Linked DNA regions of Mus musculus: region 2 is linked to region 1. The links are chromatin contacts, called in public capture Hi-C maps. All regions are on one chromosome and are shown on one strand. Each heading gives the region's core, a stretch centred on a gene start, on an enhancer-like site or on the middle of the called end of the contact. The rest is flanking DNA. Distances are from core to core; before and after follow the strand shown. Region 1 has its middle 91 kb from the start of Gm40816. Region 2 overlaps Commd1 (COMM domain containing 1).

Region 1 (6,709 bases), core at 2,948-5,447:
TGTGGGGAAGCTGTGCCCACTGTTATCCATGTGCACACCTTGCCTCACCCCGGCCTTTCTCAGACTTCCTAGCATGGCTAGCTCTCATCCTTGCTTTCTGTTCTAGGCAAGCCCCTGCTGAGAATTCAGGGTTTGAGGCTTGAGCAACTGGCTTGCCCAAGAGGCCAGAATAATTGAAATGATCAATGCTGATGGACACAGAATCTCATTCCCATGACCTTCCCAGTTTTCTGGAATGGCAGCTACCTGTGGTTGGGAACTGCTCTGGCTACAGCCATCATTTCTAAACCTGACTTACTGATTTTCTTCTGTGGCCAGGAGAGCAAGCGAAGACTAACCTCTCCCTGTTAATCAAGGGGATTGAAAGCCAGAAGAACTAGGTAAACTTTACAAGGAAGCAGTGTGAATTGACTTGGTCTCTTGGCTCCTCAATCCCCAAAGCTTCTTCTACAATGTTATGTGTAACCTCCCTCAGCCTGAAGCTTGCTGAGCCAGACCTCGACTTTGTTGCCACTAAGGAGATTACCTAAGATGGAGCCTCCCTAGATCACTCTATTGTTCAGCCACTGTTCCTCGTCAAGATACTGCTACCTGCTGGGAGGCCACCTAGCTATTCCGGAGACTACACCCTATTCTGTATGTTGCACCTGCAGTTGGGCTCCAAGGATGAATTGGTGGGAATGGGCCTCCCCTCCCCCCTTTATAAGCGCAGTTGCCATTAAACATTTGAGCCTTGATCAGAACATTGTCTTGACTCCATTTCTCTCTCATCTGCCTAGTTTCCCTTTCTTTCAGCGCCGTCCTGCCACTCAGGTGTACCCCGTCCTGTGAGCCAGGTGTACCCCGTCCTGTGAGCCGCTGGACGGCTAGCAACAGTTATGTGCTTTCCTTCTTATACAATGTTACTTGCTTTCCTTTGCTGCTGCAGTGAATTACCACAAGGCCCAGAGTTTAAAGCAACATAGATGTATTATTGTGGGGAGCAGAGGAACCCTGAGAGTGTGTGCTGTTGCCACCGGCACAGCCATTTCAAGGATGTGGTGAATTAAACTCTTAGGAAGTGGAAAAGCCTCCCCTCCTTGTCCAAGGTCAAATGCATGGACAGAATATGTTCACCACAGCTTTCTCCCCTGGATGTTTATGGCCCAAAGACTATGTCCCTATAGACCCTGCTCCTATTGAAATTAGCTAACTCTGTCTCCTTGTTTAGCTGTGTATGATAAACATTACATCTTTGATTCAGCTGTATGAAATGGCCCTGCCTTCTCTTTCACTTGTATATAAATAAAGACAGGAGGGGTTGGTGTGTGGGTTTCCTGTTCCTCCACCAGAGAACCCAGTTTATACAATCCCAGCTTTTCTGTCTACCTGTGCTCATGTATTTGTCTTTTCTTCATTCTTTCAATGCTCCAATCAGGTTAGTTCCTGGAGCCATGCAGGTCGTGGAACAACATCTGGTAGTGTGTGTGTGTGTAGGCAGAGTTTCTCTAATTGCCTCTTGATTGGGTCAATAAAGATGGCAGAAGCTAATTGCTGGGTGAAGGACAAGGCAGGATTTCTGGGCTGGACAGGAAGAGAAAGGGAATGGAGATTGTATTAGGATTTGGACTGAAGAAGTCAGCTAACTAAAGACTGTTGGAAAATTCCACTGGGCTCCAGAACATGAAGACTCTTCCCCTTCAGGAAGGAAGAGGTTGGTGGAACATGTAGGCCTGAAGGGAGAGGCTAATTACATTCCTCAGAAAAACCTCGGGGCGGACTGACCATTGGTCGCCTGCAGATATGGGGAGCCCCTTGCTACCACATTCGCTAAGGACCAATCAGTTTAAAAATCATACTGTTTTGCCAATCACATTGTGCCTAGTGGCTTTTGCTCTATTCTACCCCTGAAAACTGTATAAAAACTGGCCAAATGGGCTGCCCGGGATCACTGCCTCTCCTTTGGGTGCATGACGACCCCAGCATGCTGGAACAATAAATTCCTCTTGCTTTTGCATCGATCCCTGGCTCCTAGTGGTTCACTCAGAGGGTCCCCAGTAGCTAAGGCTCATCAGAGTCTTACAGGACCAGGCTATGGAGCAGATAGGAAGCTGCAGACATGAAAGTGTCTCTTGGGGCATCGATAGTTTCTAGCCTCTGCAGGTGGCTGTGAAGGCTAAGGACGACAGGGCAGGATATTCTTCACCCAGCCTTTGAGTTATCTGGTCAGTTTTAAAATATAAAAGTCTTCCTTGGGGCTAAAGGGAGCTGGGTGCGATGACTGTTGCCAGCACTGGGCAAGGAGGAACAGGAGGTGCTCAGAGCATAGCCAGATCTCGGGAAAGCCCATGGGGGCTGGCTGGACGGCAGGCGAGCAGGTGCTAATTGCAGAACCTTGCCAGAGCAAGTGTGCATTTAAAAAAGTACACGCAACATGTGTGTATCTGTATGTATGTGTACAATCAAGTGTGCGTGCGTGTGTGTGTGTGTGTGTGTGTGTGTGTGTGTGTGTGTGTGATTGGGCTAAAACTTAAGTGTCTGCAGGGCTACACCCTTCTGGAGGCTAGGGCATGTTCAGCCTCTGGACTCCCTTGAGTTTTGGCTGATCTAGGTCACTTCACACCTCATCACTAACTCCCCTTTTGTCCCCTCTTCTGTTCTGCACTTAAGGACTGTGGTGATTACTGTGAACCCATCTGGATAATCCAGGATAATCTCCTGTTGAAGGTCAGTTGATTAGCAGCCTTAATTCCCCTTTGCAGCACTATAACCCATTTACAGTTCTCAATTAGGACATAGGCACTCTGGGGCTGGGGCTACTGTTCTGCTGGTTGGGGACCTGAAGGAGACTGTGGTAGTAACCATGACATGTGGTACTGGGGGGTCATAGCCTAGGTGAGTCTCTCTTCCTGGTCAGAGCCAGTGAGGTGGCTCAGTGGGTAAAAGTGTTTGTGAGAGCCAGAAATTCACGGTGGAAGACAAGAACAGATTCCCAAAAGTTGTCCTCTGACCTCCACATGTGCACCATGGCTTGTCTGCCTGCACTCACAGACATGTGTCACACCATCACCACCATGACAACAGTCAGATCTCTGTGAGTTCAAGGCCAGCGTGGTCTACAGAGGGAAAGTAGCAAGTTTCAGGATATCCAGGGCTACAGAATAGAGAGACTCTGTCTTCAAGAAAATGAATTAAATTAATTAAAATGTTTAAAGTTATGTGTTTTCACCTTCCTAATTTTCTTTTTAAAAATTTATTTTATCCAGCTGGGCAATGTAGCACATGCCTTTAAACCCAGCACCTGAGAGGGAGAGGCAGCCAGATCTCTGAGTTTGAGGCTAGCCTGGTCAACAGAGTGAGTTCCAGGACAGCCTGTCTCAAAACAATAAAAAAACATAAATAAATAAACAAATAAATAAATATTATATATACACGCACTATGTATATATAATTATAATTTTATGTATATGAGTGTTTTTTCACATGCATGTCTGTGTACCCTATGTGTGCTTGGTGTCCATAGAGGCCAGAAGAGGGTATTTGATTTTTTGGATCTAGAATTATGAATAGTTGTAAGCTGTCATGTAGATGCTGGGAATTGAACCTGGTTCCTCTAGGAGAGTAGCCAGTGTTCTTAACTGCTGAACATTTCTCCAGCTGAAGTTCACTTAAATATTCAAAGAAAACAGCCTTTCCCAAGGTCAGAAGTTTCAACCTTTCCTAGATATCTCCAAGGAATCCTGGCGCCCATCTACCATCATTGCTATATGGTTTGAATATATCCTCAAGAAAGCATATGTCGGAAACTTAATTCCTTGATAATGGAAATTGATGAACATGGATTTAAAAGGCTATGGGGCTTCCAACTCAGTCTTCTAGTTGGTGCTGATCTCTCTCCCCCACACTCTTGTTGGGTGGTGTAATTGCCATGCCATGACACAGAAGAAAGGTCCTGACTAGAGATGGCCTTTCATCTTGGACTTCTGTGGACTTTCAGCCTCAGGATCAAAAGCCAAATAGATTTCTCTTGATTATAAATAAGCCAGTCTTTGGTTTTGCTAAGACCAGGAAGAAAGGTTGGGGAGCCAGCTCAGAGAAGAGCACCTGAGTGTGAGGGCCTGATTTGAATTCTATAGCACATGAATAGGAGGCTGGGTGTGATCAGAGGTGGGGGTGGGGGATGGGGAGGCACATGCTTTTAACCTAGTGCCTGGAGGCAGAGATCAGTGGATCTCTCAGAGTTTAAGGCAAATCTTACTTATTTACATAAGTAAGGACAAACAGTGCTACTTAGTGAGACCAAGTCTTTCTATAAACAAACAAAAGCAAACAAGCCAAAAATGGCTCTGTGTATCTTTAATCCCAGTGTTAGGCAGCAGGATGGATGTGGGTGCACATCTAGGGTGACTCCTGAGAACTCACTGGCCAGCAGCCTACCAAAAAAGGCAGTCCTCTAGGTTAGTGGGAAACCCTGAGTGACATTTGAGTCTACACAGCAAACCTTGCCAGCCCTGGCTCACTGCAGCGTCCGGGCATCTGGGCATTCGGGCGTCCAGGCTCCTCCATGGCCCGCCTCTCCAAGCCCATCTCTGTTTCCCTGAGGTGCTGCTGACTGAAGCTTTAGCCTCTTGGTTCTTTTGTATCCCATGAGCTCCTGCATGTTTTTCATTATTAACTTTTATTAGGACCTGTTAAGGAAAATCGAGAAAGAACTCCCAAGACTGAGAGGAACCTTAAGGAAGGAGCACTCTTCTTCCATAGAACTCAAGCTGGCCTTGAACATGGGATCCTTGTGTCTCAGGGTCCTGAAAGTGGGATTGTAGACCTAAATCACATTAAGCTTGAGTGTGTGTGTGTGTGTGTGTGTGTGTGTGTGTGTAGTGATCAGTGTCTGGGTGAGTGACCTGTAACTGAGCCCTAACTACTCTGGAGGCTAAGGCAAGAGGATGGGCTTGAGTTTAGGAGTTCAAGGACAATCTGAATTAATAGGCTATATATATGTGTGTGTGTGTATTAATATATTATTATACACTATACATTATAGATTAGTATATATTACAAAATATAGTGTTATTTTATATATTATAAAGTATAATAATATATTCACACACATACACACACACACATATATGAGGGAGGGGAATGGGTGGTTGTGATCCCAGTACTGGGGAGACAGAGGCAGGTAGATCTCTGTGAGTTTGGGGTCAGCCTGTTTTACTTAGTGAGTTCCAGGACAGCCAGGGATATACAGAAAGGCTATTTTAAAACCACAATTCTAACTAACTAAACCAACTCCCCCCGCCCCCAAATTATATATATGTATATGTGTGTGTGTGCTCATGCGTGGGCGCATGTGGAGGTTAGAGGCCAACCTCAGCTGTCTCTCCTCAGGTGACATCCATTTTTTGCTGTTGGTGTTTGTTGTAGAGCCTCTCACTAGCTCAAAACTTGTCAAATTGGCTCAGCTGGCTATCTCCACCTGTCTCTGCATCACCCAGGGCTGGGATTACAAGTGTATACCACCATGCCTGACTTAATTTTTTGTTTGTTTGTTGTTTGTTTAATCTAGAAACTTTTGGCTTGTTCCTTTTTTCCCCCTGTCATTTTTCTAGGGGTCGAACCCGGCTGAGGACATAGACAAGTACAGAGACTGGTTTTACCCTTTTCCTTCCTTATGTCCACTGATATTTCCCTTTTTCATGGCTGTTACTGCTAGCTTGTGAGCTGCACTCTGAAAATATTACCCTACACAGAACACCCCTGTCTTCTTCTATGGGCCTAAGATAGTATTTGTGTAATGCTTTAATTCCTGCAAAGCAGGTTTGAAAGCATTCATTATCCTACTTAATCCTTATGCAATCCCCAATTGGAAATAAGAACGGCCTCTCAGCGGATGGATGCGTGAAGGAAACTCCATCCCAAACATGCCAGTCTGGTGTGTTGATTCCCTTGAACTGGGACACTTAGGAGGCCGGATGCAGGCAGGGGCTTTGTGTGAGCGGCTCTTATGTGTCTAAAAAGGGGGCCACCACAAGGATCACCATTGTGGGAATCCTCTCTGGGAATCCTATTGGCCAAGGAAGATTAACTAGCACAACAGGGGAGGAGATCTAAACTTGACACCAGCCCAGACAGGCACAGCTTCTGAGGGCGAGGAGAAGATTCCTTTATTGCTGATGGTAACAAGACCTTTCTACGTGACACAATTACTCCTCTCTTCCCCAAGTTTGGGCCAATGCCACAACCCAGGAAAACAAGCTTTGATTTCCCCACCCCACCCCCACCCCCGGTGGCCCAGGAAGCTGCATAAATCTCGGCCAGCCCTTCTGTGAGTCCCATATCTTGTGGGACTCCTGTGCATCTGAGCACAATTAAAAACAAGGTTTCTTTTGTCAGTCTGTATTGGGTTCATTTAGTTAGTAGCCTAGGCAAAGAACCTGGGAGAGAGGGCAGAGAGACTCCATTCTCCACGATGCTCTCTGAGAAAGCAAAGTAGTAATGGCAGGGTAGTTTGGCCCACCACGTGAACATAGGCAGGAAGTGAGGAGGTCCTGTAGATCTCCAATCTAAACACAGGGTACTTGGCCCAAAGCCTGGCTCCTAGCCCCACTGTGTCAACACCATCAATGCTACGGGCTAGGTTAGCCAAGACCAAGCAAACTTGTCTTGTGTTTGCTGGATTACTTCTGCTCATAAATTGTCAGCATTTTTCCTTTGTTGGAATAGTTGT
Region 2 (6,071 bases), core at 508-3,007, 210 kb before region 1:
ACCCCAGATCAAGATACTGATTGAAACTCAACCAAAATAGCTTTTATGTTCTAGACAGAGTTATGTCAGAATAAGACATGCTGTCATGGAACTCCTGGTGAGCTGAGGATGTGGGTGCTGCTACTGCTTTCAGACTGTCGGTACAGGGGCGCATCCCCACACACATCCCAGAGTAAAATCCCAGAGTGGAATGAGGCAGAAATGGTACAGAGTTTCAGTGTCGTAAAAGAAGATGCTAATAGGAATATTTAACTCAATTCTAGTATAACATGCTCAGTAATCATTCCCTCTCCTTGGGGACTTGCCATGGAGCTCTACCTGCCCTAGAACTTATATAAACAGGCCAGATTTATTCTTGGCTATTTTCCTGACTTTATGTCCTGAGTGCTGAGATTATAGTCATGAGCCATCAGGCTAGTCTTAAAAGTAATATTTCTATTTCTATGTAATATGGCAATTAAGCAGTAAATGTGTTCAACTGTAATGTGAAATAATCTATCAGGATGATTGGGTGTTTGCCACACAATTTTAAAAAGAAAATTAAATTTTTATTTATTTTACTTTATCATTATCATTTTTGTTTTCTTTTTTACTTTTTTTTTTTTAATGTATGAATGCTCTCTCTGCATATACACCTGCATGCCAGAAGAGGGCATCAGATCCCTTCACAGATTGTCATGATCCACCATGTAGTTGCTGGGAATTGAACTCAGGACCTCTGGAAGAACAGCAGCAGCCAGTGATCTTCACCACTGAACCATCTCACCAATCCGTCCACACAACTTTTATATTAATAGAGACATCAACAACAGTAGATCTGTAGCTGTCCTTGGCCTGTGCGACTGCAGCTGCCCTCAACCTGGTTTGGTGTACCTACAGCAACATCTGGCCAAGGAAGGAAGCTTCTGGGATTCCCACTTCGCCTCAGCTACTTTTGTCCTCAGATTTAGCTTTGCATCATAATTATCCATGTGTCCAGCATTTGGTGGCTCCTTTTTGCCTATGGATAACAGTGTTACGAGTTTTGGCACACTGGTTTGATTTACACCACCTTCTCAACTTTCCTGCAAATTGTTAAACTAAACTAGTTGGCTTACGTCTAACAATACATATTTCTCACTTGTAACAGCTAAATCTTGAAAAGATGAAAATCACTCTCTAAGGGATATAAATAAAGCTTTAATAGCTAATCCTTGGGTGGTAACATTTTTATATCATTGATGGTAGAAAGAATCAGTTTGACTTTTTAATCAGCAGCAGCAGCAGCAGCGATGCCAGTGTCCATATCTGTGTGCAGTCACTTAGGACAACCAGCCAGAGAAACATGGCTCAACAGTTAGGACTCTTTGGCTCTCTGGTTTTATGGAAACTTAGTGCTTCTGACGACCATGTTGTCTGTGAAATGGAAACTAGAATATGAGACTCAATAGAAGTAATAGATGTCTAGGCTGTGCAGCATGGGCTGGATTGAAGACAGCCACAGACCACAGGCTAGCAGTGTGGGCCCAGTAGGTGCCATTGCAATGAGCAAGTATGTAGTTGCAGAGATGGGAGAGACAGAGAAGGTAAGAAGTTTGTGACTATGAAGAGAGAACTGGAGACAGGCTGGCGGTGAGGAACAGCCTGATGTGAGAGAGGCCTGCATTGCCATCTGAGACCATGGTGATGTCTCATGCCTGTGCTGCTGCTCAGGGTCATGTCTGGACTCACCAAAGACCATGCCTCCGGAGGTGGTGTTGATTTGCTACCACACAGTGGCGCCCTGCCCACATGGGAGAGCTGATCCTGCCCCTGCCCCTTACCTAGGCAGCCTGGGAGAGCTGGCTCTGGAGAGCTGGCCCCACTGATCACTGAAGAGCTGGCTCTGAGCCTTGCCTGGCCAGCCAGAGAGTTAGCTCTGGTGGTGGTGTGTGGGAGAACTAGCAGTCTGATCCATTTAACTACCACCTAGGCCCAGATTCAGGGCCGGTCCTACAGACCCACAGCTTCAGGATCTCCATGACACAGGGCAACAGCAGGCTATCCGAGAGGAGTCCTGGTGAAACTAAGTTCAATCAAAATATGTTCTGTAGCTAGGCAGCTAGCTTTGTCTAGTTATCTACCAAGTTCAAATATATTGCTTTTTCTTTTATCTTTATAGTCTATTGCATCTGCAGACATGGATTTCAACCAGTTAGAGGCATTCCTGACTGCTCAAACCAAAAAGCAAGGTGGCATCACCAGTGAGCAAGCTGCAGTCATCTCCAAGTTTTGGAAGAGCCACAAGATAAAAATCCGAGAGAGTCTCATGAAGCAGAGCCGCTGGGACAACGGCCTTCGGGGCCTGAGCTGGAGAGTCGATGGCAAGTCTCAGTCACGGCACTCAACTCAGATACACAGCCCTGTTGCCATAATAGAGCTGGAATTTGGAAAAAATGGACAGGTGAGTCCAGCTTCAATTTCCCTTTGTAAATTGTGTATTTTCATACACTTATTTTACTTTTATTTAACAGAGTTTGCTGAGGTAACCCTAAAATCACTTTTAGAGGTAGAATCATGTGAACATTTTGATGTTTTCAGTTATATACAGAGTTTAAAAAAGCAGCTACATGTCTTTGCAGTTGTCTCAAAAGGGCAGAGTCGGACAGTTTTGACTGCAGTCTCCCAGGCAATGATAGAGACACAAAGAGCAGGAGCCAAGGTTAGTGGGTGCACACCAAACCTTTCCTATCCTGTTATTTGTGTAGTCAATCCAGTATGGGAGGTGATAAGTCCTAATCTCTTAACCATATCGATGCATTGTTCCTAAAGACCATGTGTGCCATCTCTGGCCTCAAGCTCACAAATCATTTTCAACTGGATCTTGATTATTCACGAGCCAGTGCTGCTCACCTCTGGAGTCGCTAATCACATAACAGGTGGTTTTAGTGTCTATGCAGATTCTCTTAAAGCTATCCAGCTCCTGCTCCAGCTCCTGCTAAATCAGACTTCAGGTGGCCTGGCTTATGGTTTTTTGAGTGGGGAAGAGGGGAAACAAACTGGTAATTAGAGACTATCCAGACCACTGAGTTATCACATTTATTTTTGAAAAATAATCAAATAAGGGCTTTCATTATATCCTGCACTAGAAATGTATTTTCCTTCTCAATGGTAAGCACAGTCCCTTTAGCTGGCTGGTTTCTTCACACATGCTGTTCTTTAGGTTTTTTTTGTTTCTTTTCCAATGTAATTCCATTTGATTTTAATTAAAGGTGCTTTGTTAATTAAGAAAATTAGAATCCCTTTTACTCATTTAGTTTAGAATAGTGTTAATTGTAGCAATGGGCTTGGGCTTATTTAATTGTGAAGTCTAGTCAGTCAATTGTGCTCTCTATAGAAATGTGCCTGTGCTTCCCCCAGGACAAAGGAAACAAAGTGTGCTGAGAAAAAAAGTCAAGAGAGGAGTAGCAGGTGGACTCGGAGCTTTTCTGGTCCGTGCATAGGCCATCTACTTTTTATTCTGGCAATAGTGAGTGCACACATGTGTCTGTCTCTGAGAAGACTGCCCTTAGGACACCATGTCCCTGCACATACCCAACACCTACGCTCAGCTCCTTTTCATGAAGTTGTGTAGCATTTGCATGTGACTTACATATATCCTCCTTTATTTTACATAATTCTAGATTACTTATACTTCCTAAAACAATGTAAACTCTATGTCAATTATTATTATGCTGAATAATGACAAAATAAAGTCAGTACATGGTAGATACAGATATTTTATGTGAGTATTTTTATGTTGTGGTTGGTCAAATCTTGAGATGTGGAGCCTGCCAGGAATCTACTGTATTTCATGTTGTCTTTAAGTACTTAATATGTGCCCGGGATATGAGAACATACAGGGAAATGTTGCTTTGGTAATGTGAACAATTTGGTTGTGCTACAATACATTGTATTTTAGAAAATAACTTTCTCAGGCTGGGCATGATGGCGCATGCCTTTAATCCCAGCACTTGGGAGGCAGAGGCAGGCGAATTTCTGAGTTTGAGGCCAGCCTGGTCTACAAAGTGAGTTCCAGGACAGCCAGGGCTATACAGAGAAACCCTGTTTAAAAAAAAAAAAAAGAAAAGAAAAGAAAAGAACTTTCTCAAGCACAGCGCTTTTCTTGTTTCTGTGTAACCAGTTCCCTATATAGCAACAGATGACCCTTTTGTTCTTGTTGGGGACTGTGTAAAAGAAAGCATTGGCTGGAGGAGCCCTCTGCTTTGTGTTTGGTTGTCACCCTTCCCCACAGTGTGGCACTGGGCACACTTCTCAACAAAAGTCTCCTTGCCTTTCTCAGCAGCATCCATTTGTTTTGTTTTTGCTTTTGGTTTCCAAGACAGGGTTTCTGTGTAGCCCTGGCTGTCCTAAAACTTACTCTGTAGACCTCAGACTGAGAGATCTGCCTGTCTCTGCCTCCTGAGTGCTGGGATTTAAAGGTGTGAGCCACCACCACCTGGCTATTTTGTTGATTTTTATAATGTTTGCTGTTTTCCTCATATTTGCTTGCTTTCTGCTTCAGTATAGTTCCTTGTTCCCTGTGTCTCATGAATGTTATTTTTTCTTCTTCTTCTTTGATGTGTAGCATTCCTTCCAGTAGCTTCTGTACTGCTGGATTAGTGGTAATACATTCCTTTAGCTTGTGTTTATCATGGAAACTTTTTCCCCCTCTCCAATTGTGAAGAATAGTTCTGCTGGACATAGTAATTTCGGTTGGCCATTGGTTTTCAGCAATTGAAATGGACCACTCCTTTCTCCTGGCCTTTAGATTTTTTAGTGAGGAAATCTGCTGTTATTCTGATGGATTTGCCTTTCTATGTGATTTGATATTTTCCCTTATGATTCTCAATACTTTTTTTCATAAATATGATACTGAACTGTAGCACACATGGTATTTTCTGTTTGGCTTGGTTTCTGAATACTTCCTGTGTCTGGGTAGCCATCTCTTCCCCATATTTGGGAAATGTCTCCTGTAATTTTATCAAATATATTTTCTGTACCTCTAAGTTAAATAACTTCTCCCTCTCTTCTGTCTTTGTCATTTCTGCTTCTGTGATGTCAGGAACTGAACCCAGGACATACACACTGGGAAAGCTCTCAGCCACTCAGCCATGCACTGGCCTTCCCTTCTTTTGTCCTTTGTGTTTTTGAGATAGAATTTCAGAAAGCTACCTAGGCTTGCTTTAACCTTCTGTAAGCTCAGATAGGCCTTGAACTGATGGTCCCCTCCCTCTGCTTCCCAAGCAGCTGGTGTTATAGGCTAATTCGATATGCCAATATGATGTACAGTATAAGCCAATTAAAAACAGTCACCTCTTCAGTTAGAATAACTTTTGAAGGAGCAAAATGTAGTATGGTGTGTACATGTAGTTTCTTTTTTGGGAACAGGTGTGAGACCTGTCTCTGTGCAGTCCTCAGGCCCAATGATACTCCCTGTGAATTTCCAGAGTGACCTGAAAATATATTTGATAAAATTACAGAAGAGAGGGATGCTTGCCTCTGGTTTCACTGCTGCTGACTTAGCAGGGATCTTTTAGGTCTCTTAGGCTTCTTAGGGCTGGAGAGAAAGATCAGTGGTTAAGGGCACTGCCTGCTCTTCCAGAGGACCCAGGTTTGATTTCCAGTCCCTAGATGGTGGCTCACAACTGTTGGTAACTCCAGTTCTAGGTGATTCAATACCCTCTTCTTGCCTTGGAGAGCACCAGGCACACGTGGTACACAGATGTATATGAAGGCAGAATACCCATACACATAAAATACAAATGAAAAATAGTGGCATTTCAGCTGTACATGCCTATAATTCCATCCTCGGAGAGGCAGAGCCTCAGTTCTCCTGTATTCTCCCACTGGCTTCCTTTCCTGGAGAGTGAGCTTCATCGGAGTGGTTTGCTTTATGCTGTGGGCAGACCAGGCTTCAAGAGTAGGAGCTGACTAGACGTTTGCATCGGATTTTTTTTTTTTTTCTGATAACTTCTGCTTTCTGATCCAGAGCACACACTTACAAAATGGAGTCAGTACAGACAGAATCAGTTCTTGGAGCATTTACCACGCTCATCACTTTGGGTGGTGAC

What was found. Capture Hi-C pulls out chosen DNA fragments and counts their contacts.
Region 2: a capture Hi-C map of embryonic stem cells shows a contact between it and region 1, with 4 times the contacts expected there. The contact joins two enhancer-like sites. A contact is called at or near these places in 4 of 15 datasets of contacts at CTCF or cohesin (CD8 T cells, embryonic stem cells, large pre-B cells and 1 more), 1 of 484 Hi-C or Micro-C datasets (bone marrow-derived macrophages), 5 of 115 datasets of contacts at active chromatin or transcription factors (all in embryonic stem cells) and 3 of 9 other capture datasets (adipose tissue, embryonic stem cells and liver).

Annotation. Positions count from the first base shown.
Region 1 is chr11:22,741,524-22,748,232 of GRCm38.p6, reverse strand. No RefSeq gene overlaps it. Among named protein-coding and RNA genes, the nearest start is that of Gm40816, 91 kb to the right of the region's middle. Within about 2 kb of position 4,197, at least 9 of the 459 cell types and tissues checked have an H3K27ac peak or open chromatin away from gene starts, as enhancers often do. A contact at or near this core is called in embryonic stem cells, where this site is marked.
Region 2 is chr11:22,952,762-22,958,832 of GRCm38.p6, reverse strand. Commd1 (COMM domain containing 1) reads left to right here. Exons shown (of 3, transcript NM_144514.2): 2 at 2,141-2,422. Among named protein-coding and RNA genes, the nearest start is that of Zrsr1, 16 kb to the left of the region's middle. Within about 2 kb of position 1,757, at least 60 of the 459 cell types and tissues checked have an H3K27ac peak or open chromatin away from gene starts, as enhancers often do. A contact at or near this core is called in embryonic stem cells, where this site is marked.